2 separate regions of the Rattus norvegicus genome follow, and region 1 is linked to region 2. A link is a contact called in public Hi-C data. All regions are on one chromosome and are shown on one strand. The core of a region is the stretch at or near the end of the contact, and the rest is flanking DNA. Distances in the headings are between cores, read along the strand shown.

Region 1 (6,571 bases), core at 962-3,461, 140 kb before region 2:
TTCTCTGTGTAGCCCTGGCTATCCTGGAACAAAGTCTGAAGATCAAGCTAGCCTCGAACTCAGAAATCTGCCTGCCTCTGCCTCTCTAGGACTGAGATTAAAGGTGTGCACCTTCTCCACCCCACTTACTATCAGTCAAACACATGACCAATGAAGGACTGGTAACTGCTGACTCTTCCTGATCTGTTGGGAATTGTAAGGAGGGTTTAGAATCACTTTTGGAAGTTTTCCTAGTCACATAAGTGATCTTGGAAAGCCCCCCTCTTGCACAGGGGGAGAGGAGAGAACCATGACAGAGTGTGTGACTCTGAGGAGGCCTCTGCTGGTTCTGCTTTCTTCTCACTTGGAGGTGCTCAGCGTGTGGAAACACTGTGCTTTTAGGGCTTCACCTTCTGAGCTTCAACAAATGCCTTGGAGAAGCTGCGCGAGTTCAGACAAAGAAGGAAAGTTGGCATTCTGGAGATGGGCTGCATTTAATATGCTAACTGCCTGGAAGAACGGAGTTCCCAACTCTGTACATATTTTGATCACCGAAGGCGTATTCCCTAAAGCATCCTCCCTAGTTAAAGCCGTTGGCACCAAGACAAGGGTAACTCAGGTATGTTCAATATTTGAGGGTCAGAGTAACCAGCAAGTGTCCTGCATTTAGACATCTCCTGTTACCCACCTGGCCGTCAAGGAACCGAGTGCACCCCGCCTTTCTGACTTGCCCACTTCTCTGAGGCCTGATCTGTAGTCACTGCTGGATCCACAGACAACAGGTCTCATCCGTGAAAATCTAGGGCTAAGTACTGCCCCCGTGCCCTTCTGACAGCAGTGACTTTTGTCCCCTGTTCAAGCTCCCCATGGCTATCCCGAGATGATGAACAGACCACTGGTGACTTAGACAGTCGGCCGGTACATGCTCTGGACTCCTGATGTGTGACTGAGAACTTTCATTAGCCTCACACTCTTCAGCCCTCTACCTTTCCAGAGGAGCCATGTTGAGAACCCGAGGGGGAAAAACCCCCTCCTTCTTCACCATCACCTTCTATTCTCATCTCTTCTCCCCTCTTCTCCTCTTCATGTCTTCTTTCTTTCAGTGTGTCTTCATGTAGCCCAAGATGGCCACAAAACGGTGCTCTTCCTGCCTCAGCCCTGCAAGTGCTGGGATTACTGGTGTGTGCTACCATTACTGGTGTGTGCTACCATTCCCAACTGTCTCTCTCCCTTGCGTGCCTGGGTGAACCTGATCTGTTGCATCAGGAGCTGTGGTCTGGGACTCTGGCAGCAATAGGATGGCCCCTAGCCCATAGGGTAATGTGAGTCTGTCTGCTCTTCAGTTAGCAGCATGGGACATACTGCTGTGGTGGCTTTAACCTCACTGCTAAGCCATGCGGCAAACTATTTGTGTAGTTGGTGGTGGTTTTGATAGACGTTTGCTATGTACTATGCTGTGTGTGTGTGTGTGTGTGTGTGTGTGTGTGTGTGTGTGAAAGAGAGAGAAAAATCTTTTAGCATTGAAAGAAAAAAAAGTGCTTTATTGCTGATTTTGTCTCCGTTTTGTCAGAGTGTTTTCTTCCTTCTTTTTCTGTCTTACTATTTTTCTCCTGTCAGTAACTAGAGGGCCATTCCTGTCAGCGAGGTGCATTTTGAACACAGGCATTTCTGTTTTCCCATCTAATGACTAAGATTAAAAGCCCTGCCTGGCTGTTAATAATAAAAACAAAACATGCTCTAAACCATGGTTATCACACAGTTAACTCTCTTGGCATGCGGCAAGAGGAGAAAGTCGACACTGTCTCTGGGATCTTGGCCTCTGCTTCTGACCAAGGCTGTGAATGAGTGAATTCTGTCCCAATGGAATCGTGCTTGGGAGCGGAAGCTCTGTTGAGGGTACCGCTGAGCTCTGGCTGAGGCTGGGGGATGAATGGTAACACTGTTGCGTTTCACAGATGTTGTTCTTCTCAGACCTCTGCTCAGCATTTACAAGTGTCTGTGTGCTTCTTACTGTGGGGGGAGATACAGGCTTTCTCCCTCCTGGGTGTGTAGAGGGCATGGCACAGTACATGTTGAGTGACCGTCCCAACTGTTGTGTCCAGAGTTTCTGTCCAGATATTGAGGGAGGAAATTGACTAGAAAATAGTGGCCAGCAGCCAGAATTCGGCACGACAGTGTTCTAAATTTAGTGCCAGTTCGCTAGAGAGAATAGAGGAGGCTTGTTCAGACTGGTTTCCTTAATGATGGGTCGACCCATCCAGGGCCCCAGAGCAGAGTCACAGAGGAGCTAAGTGATGTTTACATGTTCAAGCAAAATCCAGTAATGCCTGCCCGGAAGCTTAGCGGTTTAATAAACAGAATAGCCAATGGCCGAGCATTTAGTTAGACTGAGTTGCAAAATCACTTTGAAGGACACCATTGGGCTGTTTCCACCCTGAGGGACTGTTGAAGGACTTCCCAATGCTCACTTTACATCCAGGTGTTTGGGGCTAACAAGGATGATACAAACAGATGTCCACGGGCCTCCATGGGTTTAGGAACTGGCACTGCCTCTGTTCCTCCCCGATGCTGCAGACTCAGACTCGGTCTCTGCCTTGGTCACACTACTTATCCATATGTCCTGAGCAAAGACCTGTAACATCCCGGGGGTGGGCAGACAACAGTAAACGGAATGGACAGGAATTCCTGAAGCTCAGTTGTTTTCAGGAGTAACACCCAATGGGTAATAATTATGGGTATTTATTATGTTCTGGACATTGTTCTAAAGGCCCTGTGTATATCCATTCATTTAATCATATTAATGAATGAATCCTGGGAAGATTAACTGCTCTGTTTACCTGTGTGGTTTAGAGGCAACTCCAGCCCACCTGATACTCTTCCTCACTGGCTAACATCACCAACCTAGCACTGGCCAGAAACTCAGGTTCAGGAGCAGTACTGGAATCTCTGTGGGTACCCATGTAAGACTCCCTTCATAGTCGGAAACTGCTACACAGTAGCTTCTCACTTCACCTGCTCTGATCCGAGTCTTGGCTCAATGTCTCCATCTTCATCTCCCTGCGTGAGATTTACATTTCATAACATTTGCAAGCTATGGAGAATTTATATCTAGTGGCATCTACGGTAGCAAAATGTCTAGCATTACTTTGGGATGCTTCGTGGTGACGTGCCTTTCTAGGTCTGCTCGCCGGGTACAGCATGCTGAGGTAGGGGTAATCTTCCCATGCTGCCACAGTTGTTTCTGAGCATGGTGAAGAATGTCTAGCTTTCAGCAGAGCTGGGCTGGGATGCTGCATGTTGCTAGTTTGAAATCGTGAACCTGGTGTAGGGGAGTGGTTCCATGTACTGTGGTCTCACTTTTCTCCTTGAGAAAGCGGAAGCTAGTAAGTTTGAGATATTGGGGTACCAGGCTAGAGAGATGGCTCAGCGGTGAAGAGAACACACCATTCTTGCCGAGGACCCAAGTTTGGCTTTTGACACCAACATCAGACACCTCACAACCACCTATAACTCTAGGTTTAGAGGATCTGATGCTTTCTGGCCTCTGCGAGCATCTGAACACACGCGTATGCACACTTATACACACATACAAAGGTACACAGTCACACAACTAAAAATAAAGTGTTTTTTTTATATAAAAGAAGAAAGTATTTTATGAAAGAAGAAATTCAAAGTATTGGTTGGTTATAGCAAAAGGTATTTTCATAACATAGACAAATGCATGCTGCTAGTCTCTTTCCAAGTAATACAAGTAACTAAAAGTTCACTGTGGAAGACAAAACATAGAGCAAAACTGAAGCCACCCCCCTCTTCCTGCACGCAGGCCAGATTCTACCTCTTCAACGTTGCCAAATATTAGCTGGGTGGGCGGATCATTGTGGCTGCATCCTGGAGTCCGGTAGAGTAAGCCCCCATTCTTTGTTAATACAGAGACAAAGAGAGGCTCATGGTTATCTCTTAATGGTAAAACCAAGTAAGCTCAGGGCCCCCATCAGCTCCGGAATCCTCAGCAGTCTGTCTGCTGCCTTCTCTTTCCCAGCCCTGGGACTGGCTTCTCGAAAGGTACCTGGGGCCATATCGTGTTTCTTAATTTTCTATAGACATCGACTTGGTAATAGAGGTGACAAGAAAGGCGCACCACTACCACCTCTTTGCTGCTGTGCCTGCCATGGCTGTCGTCTGTCTTCCAGTGCTCAATCCCCATTCTTTTTGCTTCAGAAAAGCACATCATTGAGGTTAGTGACTGTGCCTCATCTTCCATTGTGTGCATGGGAACTAGCAAGTGCTCCATAAGGGTTCTGGCATCTCCTTTGGGTAAGTGCTTTACTCCAACACATCAGGGCTCACATTTGGGTACAGATGAGAAATCTCGGATTGTAGGGCACAAACCAGAAAGGAGTTAAACCTCCCCGCAAATGCTCAGGGCTGTCTTCTTCCTCAAGGCTGGTGGGTAGGGCCTTCCTGCTTTATCTGTGATCTTCGATCTGAGCACATGCCCACTTCTGTATTTACATATCTGTAGTGGAGAAGCGCTGTGATTGGCTGGAGCGAAGAAGCATGTTTTTCTCACAATAGTGGCTGTCATTGGTCACCACTCGAAGGCAGTGTACTGCACAGGGCATCTGCCTAATGCTGCTTTCAGGGGAGTTAGATGGAGTTAGACTGTAAGAAACCTGTTACCCAGTTCATTGAGACAATTGAATCCTCATTTTGTAGTATTTGCAAAGTTTTGTAAAAGGCAAGTGTGTGTGTGTGTGTGTGTGTGTGTGTGTGTGTGTGTGTATTGTACACATGCATACATGCAAATATTGAATGTTTATGCTCAATCCTAACTCAGTTTCTGAAATCAAATGATTAAGGGACCTGAGCTTTAAAAGCTCCATGCCTCTCTCATGGTTTTTGAATAGCTGGGTCTAGTAGCTATTGAGTTATAATTTCTTATATTTTTGGTTGTGAGCCTAGCCTTTAACGGCTGAGCCATCTCTCCAGCCCGAGTTATAATTTCTAACAACAAGGAACATTATCAATCAGAAGGAAACTTGAAAGCCCAAAGCAGCAAGAGGAGTAGGCTTTCCCAGTCAGGCTGTATAAGGTAACTCTGCAGCACGTGTTTGACTATGCCAAGTCTACTTCTCCATTGAAGAATGGAAGGTTCTTCAAGCGTATGAGTAATGCTGAGCTTCAGAAGAAGCGATGTGAGATCATCGCACCTCATCCTTTAGCAGGGATGCTGTTTTACTTGAGTAGAGTAAGTCACATTCTGAAAGAACCTGAGAATCCCTAGCATGTGAGCACCACCCCCTAGGTGCATCAGCCTCAGGCAGGCACAGCCAGGATGTTTTTGGGTGACTGCAATGCCAGGTGAATTAAAAACCCGGGGTCAGAAAGAGATTCATAGTGGTCCAAACAAACATGACTTTATCCATGGTGGAATATTCCTGGTTTATGGCAAATGATTGTCAAAGACTTCAGGAGGTTCCTGAAACCACCCGGCCTACCATGCCAATGGCTTTTGCTTGTTTACAATCTCTGAATAGTTATGGGGAAGAGTAACTCAGAGGCAGGCATAGGAGAGCTGACTCAAGATGGCTATACTCAAGATGGCTGTACTCAAGATGGCGACATTCATGTCAAGTTGAATGGACCAGGAAGGAATGAAGCACTGTGTGCGTGCGTGTGTGTGTGTGTGTGTGTGTGTGTGTGTGTGTGTGTGTGTGTGTGTGTGTGTATGTGTCTAATAAAGAAACAAATGCTGGGCGCCAACTAGGGAAGTTGCCATATATAAGTAGCCATGCTGGCGTCATAGACTTCTACTGCTCTTGACAGACAAGTGAGGGCATGGATGTAAAGGTGTATAAGAAAGATAAATAAATGTTGCCCTAAGGAACACTCGCATGTCTTTTCTTGTCTGTCCTTTAGTAAGTTCAGGTAGGTCACATTTAGTCTTGCCAATTCCTGCAAGATCAAATGTGCATGTTTACCGTAAATACCAAACCGCATTTTGAATCAAAATGAAGTGGTTCCCAGATTATCTCCGATGTGCATTATTGGTACTATTTTTATCATAAATAATGGAAAAATGAATAGAGATAATGATAATAGTGATGTTTGTGACAGTTCTCTCCTGGTTCAAAGCATTTCTTGTTGAGTGGAACAAACAAAAAAACGTATATAAATGTTAGAGACATTTTTTTGCATAATATTTTCAGGAAAAGTGTATCTGTGTACATAATAATTTGCCTGCTTTAGAATTTGCGATGACACTTCTCTCCACATTCAAGATAACAATAGGTGAGCATTTTCTATCCAGGAAGAGAGGAGCGCATTCTGTCCCAGCTAATCAAGGTATTTGTGCTCCAGATATGGGTGGCCCGAGCTAAATTGCCAAGTTGAAGAGCCATTCTTTCAGCCCCGGGTTTATAGCCATGTAGAATATCAATAGGAAATTTGTGTGAGAGAGAAAGCGAAGCTGGGCTTTGTGTTATGGAAATTACAAGACCGTGGCTCAAATAGGCTTTCGAGACATCTAAGTCATCCTGACTCACAAATCCCAAGGCATTATGCAGCAGGATCTGCAAGATCGCCCGCTAGG
Region 2 (6,485 bases), core at 266-2,765:
GAGATTGTTTACTGAGCAAATATTTCTTAGGCAAATACTATCCTCAGCCCTCTGACTTATGCACGCTTCTGGAAGCTCACAGCCACCTAAAATCTACCTTAAATTTTAAAAAATCGCCATTTGGCAGAAAAAGTAAGGAAATCATTTAATCCAGGAATCTATAAAACAACCCTGAGATGCTAAATTATTTGTTAAAGACCTTTGTGATTTAAAAAAAATTACAAAAATTAATCAGCACATTCTTTTTTTCAAGCAAATTGAAACAGCAAAGTCAAGTGATGTTTTCTACCCATACTCAGCAAGCCATCAGGGGAATGAATCAAAAGTGGGATCATCTCTGTTCTGCTCCGTCCTGGTTTAACTAATAGAAACTGGAATTGGATCCGGGCTATGGCTCAGTGGTGGAATGGGATGCCCAGGGATTCAATCCATGGCGTCAAAACAAAACGGAAACAAAAGCAGGCTAGCACCGATCAAATGTCTGAGATCCTCCCGTTCAGACCCATGATGGAAGGAAGAATAATGTATTGTTGGTCATAGCATGAGGGATTCAGTTCTAACCTGTCAGCGACCTGAGGGCCTAACTCTAAAATGCTTAGTTTGAGGGGAAAATACATGTTAAACTGTTCCAGCCATTATTTGTTTCTACTGGTTGCCTCTCGTCTCCTGGCTAAAGGTTTTAGGAGAAAAACTAACCGGTTTTATTTATTTGAATTCAAGTCTGTGATTGCCTCACCCGGCCTCAGCTAGGGAGTAATTCTCTACATGTGAGGCCATCTTCCATTCTTAAGGTGACCACTCTTCTGTGTCTTCCCATTAGGGTACACCCTGAGGCATATTTTCTCCGTGATTTTTTGAAATACATAAGCAGTGCTTGCTGTTTGGATACTTTGTGGACCGTGGAGAATTAAGGGGTGGGACCCAGTAGTTGAGGAAGGATTTCTGGTCACATCGACACCAGCAATGCTCATGAAGTCTTCTTGTGCGTCCTCTTTCTGCCTCCTCCTGCCCTCTGTTGCTACTGTAGAAGACTAGATGCATATGCTGGGAGGTTGTATGGGACAGAATCAGTCTCTTAAGATAGCAACATCTGCAGTTCCCAAGGCTAACTAGCGGTATTAAAGGCTGATGACGTTCGTGAGAGATTTGATCTTTCAGCTTAAAAGTCTTGAAAGAAAAAAGCCACTCTTTAAATCAAAGGCCTCTACTCAGTGTATATGCAAATAAATAGTTAAAGAACAAGAGAGAAAAATGTTCTCTATCCCAGTGCCATAAACGCGTTGATTCCAAATTTCAATAATCAGCCATGCTATTTCTTTGTATTTTAAGGTTTAATAATGTGGTTGGTTGACAGAGGAAAAATCGAGAACTGTTCTTTTTGACTTCCCGTGGCTCTGGCTGAGGATGCTGCTTTTCCTGGCTCCAAAGTTTTGCAGGCTTTGGGGGAAAGTGCTGTTGCTGGAAGCCCTGCCTGTCTCCTTTACATGAACTCCATGGTAACGCTCATGCGCACAGAGCCCGCTGACCTCACTCCCTTCCGCTGCCAGAATGTTTGTTCAGACAGCACTCACAGAGAATAGAAAAAGATTCAAGAGCTTAGCCTGCCCACTCGCAGGTTGGAGTCTAGAATGGAGAATCAAGAATAATAGAAAACGCTTGGGAATAGTACAAGGAGAAAAGTCTGGTGACTGATCCTGAACAGCGAACTAGCTGAAAAGGTTCAAGTCATTCAGCAGAACTGTCCCTGCTGTCACAAGCCTAGCAAGCCGGAAACTTTGGGTGTGAGCCTCAAAGGACCTACAGGGCAGAGGGAGAAAGGGTGTTTCATATGACAGTGTGTCTGCAGTAGCCTGCCACTGCAGGGTGGTTTGTGCCCTGGCGTTGGCGTTGGGGACACTTGCAGTCCATCCTCCTAAAGGATGTAGTGAGAAGACCAGGTGAGGTTTCACAGTAAGTAAACCAGTTCAAATCTGGTGAGATTTAAAGAAAGTACCGGTTACCTGCTTAGGCTGGAATCTTGGTTTTATGACCAAGGAGTTAGGAAACTGAATAAATCTGCTTTAGCTGTTTCATTTTTGCCTCGCTTTTCTTTCCAGCCGCCTGCGACGTGTGAATGATAACTTTGTATCCCTCCTGTTTTGAAGGGTAGTTTATTTACTTTGCTAGGGTGAATGAGAGAAAGTGGGGCTTGAGACTAGCTCTTTGCCAGTGTTTTTCTTGACTTCCTTTTATTTTAATGAACCTGAACCGGCTCCTTGAATGTAAAACTACTTTATGTTCCTGCTAAGAGCCAAACATTCCGTTACCTGAGGCAGATTAGAACAGGTCACCGTTCTCCATGCTGCTTCTGCTCCATCCTGAAATCAGCACTACGGGAAGCCATGGGACTGTCCCTTAGATGGGTTTTATAGTCACAGTTCCCCAGGATGATATGCAATGTGGACACAGAATGATCTAGAATAAATGACTTTAAGATTCGCTTGTAATTTCGAAGGCAACCTCTGCCGTTTCCTCTGGTTGATATTCTTACGAAGTTACTTTCCCCCCAAACTTGTCACATTGTTTCCCTCTGGAAACTGTTCAGTGACTTCTTGTTTCTTAAGCTGAGCATCAAATATCATTCTCACCCATGAGCATTTCCCTAAATTCTAGTATCATCTTTAGTATTTTCTGTATGAAATTTCTTTTCCCCGTCAACAGTGATGCAGAGACATCAAAGATCATATATGTCCCCACCCCCCACCCCCAGCATCCTGATTTTGCTGTCAGTGGTCTCACCTCCCAGAGTCCCTCTTCATTCTTAGAGACCCAGTGCAAGAAGAACAGCGCCAGAGGTAGAAAAGGAGGTCAGCAACCCCACGGGTAATGCCCGGGCTGAGCGGCAGAATGGCAGGCAGCACGTGGCAAATGGAAAGGGTCTGAGATGCTGCCCTCAATGATGCTGGCAGAGCAGGAGCAGGTATTCAAAGAGCAGAGGTTAAGGTTAGGCATGGTCAAAGGTAGAATTGTCTTGACCCCCAAGGCAGGAACACAGAGGGTGAGAATGGCTTTAAAGCTTAGGGCCAAAGGAAGAAGCACACAGGGCTTGCCTTGCATCAGGTTCTCTCTATTGACTTGTAGACAGAGATTATATATAAACCCTTGGAAATGAAAGGTGCAAGACAGGGTCAGCCTTCATGGGAAAACCAGATACCAGAGGAAAAAAATATAACCACAGCCTCTTTGGTGGGGGCGTTCAGTGCTTGGCATGGAACCTACAGCCTTCTGCGCGCCACTGAGCCACATCTTCAGTCCCAGAACAGCATAGCCAGTGTGAGCACTTGGTTTAAAATTAAAGATGTGAAGGGGAAGGACTGGAAGGAAGGGGGCATCTCTGAACAGCCCAAGCCAGACAGAGTCCTTTCCCCTAACTCAGTGCATTTAAAAAAAAATTAGTTCGATGTAAGTAAATCCAACTGAACTCGAAAGTCTGTGTCTAATGCGGTCAGTTTACTATTGGAATATTGAGACTGAGAAGCAAGAGATGGTTGGTTTAGGTGACATTACGCAGGAAGATGGAGAAGTCTAGTCACCAGCGACTCGGGCTGGGGAATGGAATGGGCACGGTGGTTGATAGTGGAAAACACAGATGAAGTAGTGAGATCCCAAACTTCTGGAGCAAGGAGACCTCTTCCAGGACAGGGAAGTCAGGAGAGTATCTCTGAGAGGAAAGACCGGCAGGGGTTTTTCCTTCATTGGATCCTCATGGCTATCCTAGCAGGCTTTATGCCACAGAAATATCCGTGCCTTACCACATCTTTCCCCTTTGATCTGGGCCAGTTTTAGAGTCTGGTTGACAGTTTCTACTGAGTTTGTCCCTAATTCTCTGCTCCATGCCGAGCCCCGGAAACAGTGAAACTGGTGTCAAGGATTCCCTATGCAAGTTTCCCGTCTGCGTCAGTCAGTTACTATTGCCCTGACGAGATGCCATGAGGAAAAGCCGCTTGGAGAGGAAATGGTTTACTCTGCTCACAGTTCCATATCACAGTTCATCATCAAAAGCAGTGAACACAGCAACCCAAGCAGGGCAGGAACCAGGAGGCAGGAGCTGATGCAGAGGCCACGGAGGGGTGCTGCTCACTGGCTTTCTCCTTATGACTTGCTCAGCCCGCTTTCTTGTGGAACCCAGGACCACCAGTGCAGGGATGGCAGGACCGACGGTGGGCTGGGTCCTCCCACATCAATCACAAATTAAGAAAATACCCTCAGGCTTGAATCCAGCACTGTCTTGTGAAGAAGGCATTTCCTTAATAACAAAGGTTCCCTCCTCTCAGGTGACTTTAGCTTCTGTCAAGTTGGCATAAAACTGGAGCACACCATCTTAATTAAGAAGCACAAAGGTCAACGTTATAGGGATTTTTATTTTCCCTGTTGGAAAATAACTGCTCACAGAAATGACCCCAGGTAATGTACTGGGTTTGTGGGTATGCAAGAGACTTGGGAACCTTAAAGTACCTTGTGCACAACATAACTCAGAGTCCTTCAACACCATTCATTTTAGAATAAAGGCATCCAGAATCTTCCAAAGAAGATCAGGCATGGTCAGCGCTGGTCCTAACGTCACAGTGCTGCAGCAGACAGGCAGAAGGGAGGAAATGACAAAACTGTTCTTGTGCTAGCTTCTGCTCTGACTCAAGTCTCCATCCTTCAGAGCAGCGGTTCTGAACCTGTGGGTCAAGGTCCCTTCAGGAGTTCATCGACCCCTTCACAGGGGTCATCTAAGACCTCTGGAAAACACAGGTCTTTACCTCATGAGTCATGCCAGTAGCAAGATTACAGCTATGAAGTAGCCAAGAAAAATAGTTTTCATGGAGGTCACCACAAGAAGAGGAACTGAATCAAAGGTTGATTGCCACTGCTCTAGAGGGTAGGGATGTGTGCTGAACACACTTTTCTTTCCGTGCCTGATTCTGCCCTCTGTTACCTGCTCAGGTAACCACAGTGACCCGCATGGGAAAACACCACTATGCAAAGGCATTGATCTTTCATTGATCTTCAGTGAATTCTCGAAAATTTCAAAACAGCAGTTAGACCCCTGGCAGGTTATGCTGGGGCACACAATCTTTGTTGGTCCCTACAGCTCTAGGAAACAGTGCCTCTCAGTGTTGATCTCAGGTTTGGTAGTAGCTGTACAAATGCCTGTCCTGTTTCCTCAAACTCCGATGGATGGCTGAACTGGGGAGATTTTCTCTGAAATGCTTCTTCGCTCCTCCTGGGATCTCTTGCTGGCATCCCAGAGCCTTCTAATAGTGTTATCTTTGTTCTTTGTGGGAACACCTCTGTCATTTTGGGAAGCTCTTTGTCTCAGCCCAGGGAAGGATTCTTCGTCCAGTGTGTCACTCGAACATATCGGCTTTCATTCTGCCAGTATAGGCCAGCAGAAACCACACAGAGCTGGACATGGCGCTGCGGCAGCCGCCACCCTTTTGTTGTTGTGAGTGGAGGCCTTTGTGGGACATAGATGGAAGTCACTTCCTCTGTGTTGTAAGTGGAAATAAAGGTGCTGTTAAATATTCAGCAGCACACCCGTGCGCACACACACACACATACACACACACACACACACACACACACACACCCCTCCAAAAAAAAAAAAAGGCAACTCGAAATTCATATTAATGCTAGAAAAGCCCACTTGCAGTGACCTAAATTCTGAATTAACTCCTTCAGTTTGGAATTACTACCTGAGTCATGCTGTCCCCGACTCCAATCCCTGTGAAGGCATAGATGCCACCAGTTCAAGGCTGCAGGACCGACCGGTGGGTGTGGACATCGGCAGTTTGGAGACGGAACTCCGTTTCAGCTTCTAAAAGTTTCCCTGTACTTTCCGAAGCATCAAACTGTAGGAGTTGTAACACTCTAATTACAGCGATTTTGCTTTTCGGCATTTAAAATGGAGCTTTTCGGAGAGAAAAAGTCCAAATAGGCGTCTTGCTTTACGTCCAGGCTTCTTTTGTATCCACTAGGGAGAATTATATCTAAGCATGCCGTCCTGAGTTCTAGATACTTGTCATTAACAAGAGATTCAAATTAAAATAAAAGAAAGAACCCTAAAGATTTTAGTATCCCTACTGTTTATTTATTTTTTTAAACCTTCTTAATATATGTTCCAAAAAAAAAAAAAAAAGGTAGGGCTGGAGAGATGGCTCAGTGGTTAGGAGCACCAGCTGCTCTTCCAGAGGTCCTGAGTTCAAATCCCAGCAACCACATAATGGCTCACAACCATCTGTAAATGGGATCCAATGACCTCCTCTGGTGTGTCTGAAGACAGCTACAGTGTACTCATATAATAAATAAATAAATCTTTAAAAAATAAGGTCTCAGTTTATTTTAAGTTAATTTAACTGTCAATGCTCAATGCTGGGAGATGGGGGACCCTGGGTCTCCCATGTGCTAGGCATGCATTTTCTCACTGAGGTGCCCTGGCCACCCCAACTCCTAAACAT

What was found. Hi-C and Micro-C count contacts between places; a contact is called where the count stands out from the background.
Region 1: a Hi-C map of Schwann cells shows a contact between it and region 2, with 2.0 times the contacts expected there. The contact joins two enhancer-like sites.

The regions. Positions count from the first base shown.
Region 1 is chr9:114,556,696-114,563,266 of GRCr8, reverse strand. The region is part of intron 2 of Ptprm (protein tyrosine phosphatase, receptor type, M); the gene reads left to right. Among named protein-coding and RNA genes, the nearest start is that of Ptprm, 230 kb to the left of the region's middle. Within about 2 kb of position 2,211, at least 47 of the 93 cell types and tissues checked have an H3K27ac peak or open chromatin away from gene starts, as enhancers often do. A contact at or near this core is called in Schwann cells, where this site is marked.
Region 2 is chr9:114,418,706-114,425,190 of GRCr8, reverse strand. All of the region lies in intron 7 of Ptprm (protein tyrosine phosphatase, receptor type, M), which reads left to right. Among named protein-coding and RNA genes, the nearest start is that of Ptprm, 370 kb to the left of the region's middle. Within about 2 kb of position 1,515, at least 64 of the 93 cell types and tissues checked have an H3K27ac peak or open chromatin away from gene starts, as enhancers often do. A contact at or near this core is called in Schwann cells, where this site is marked.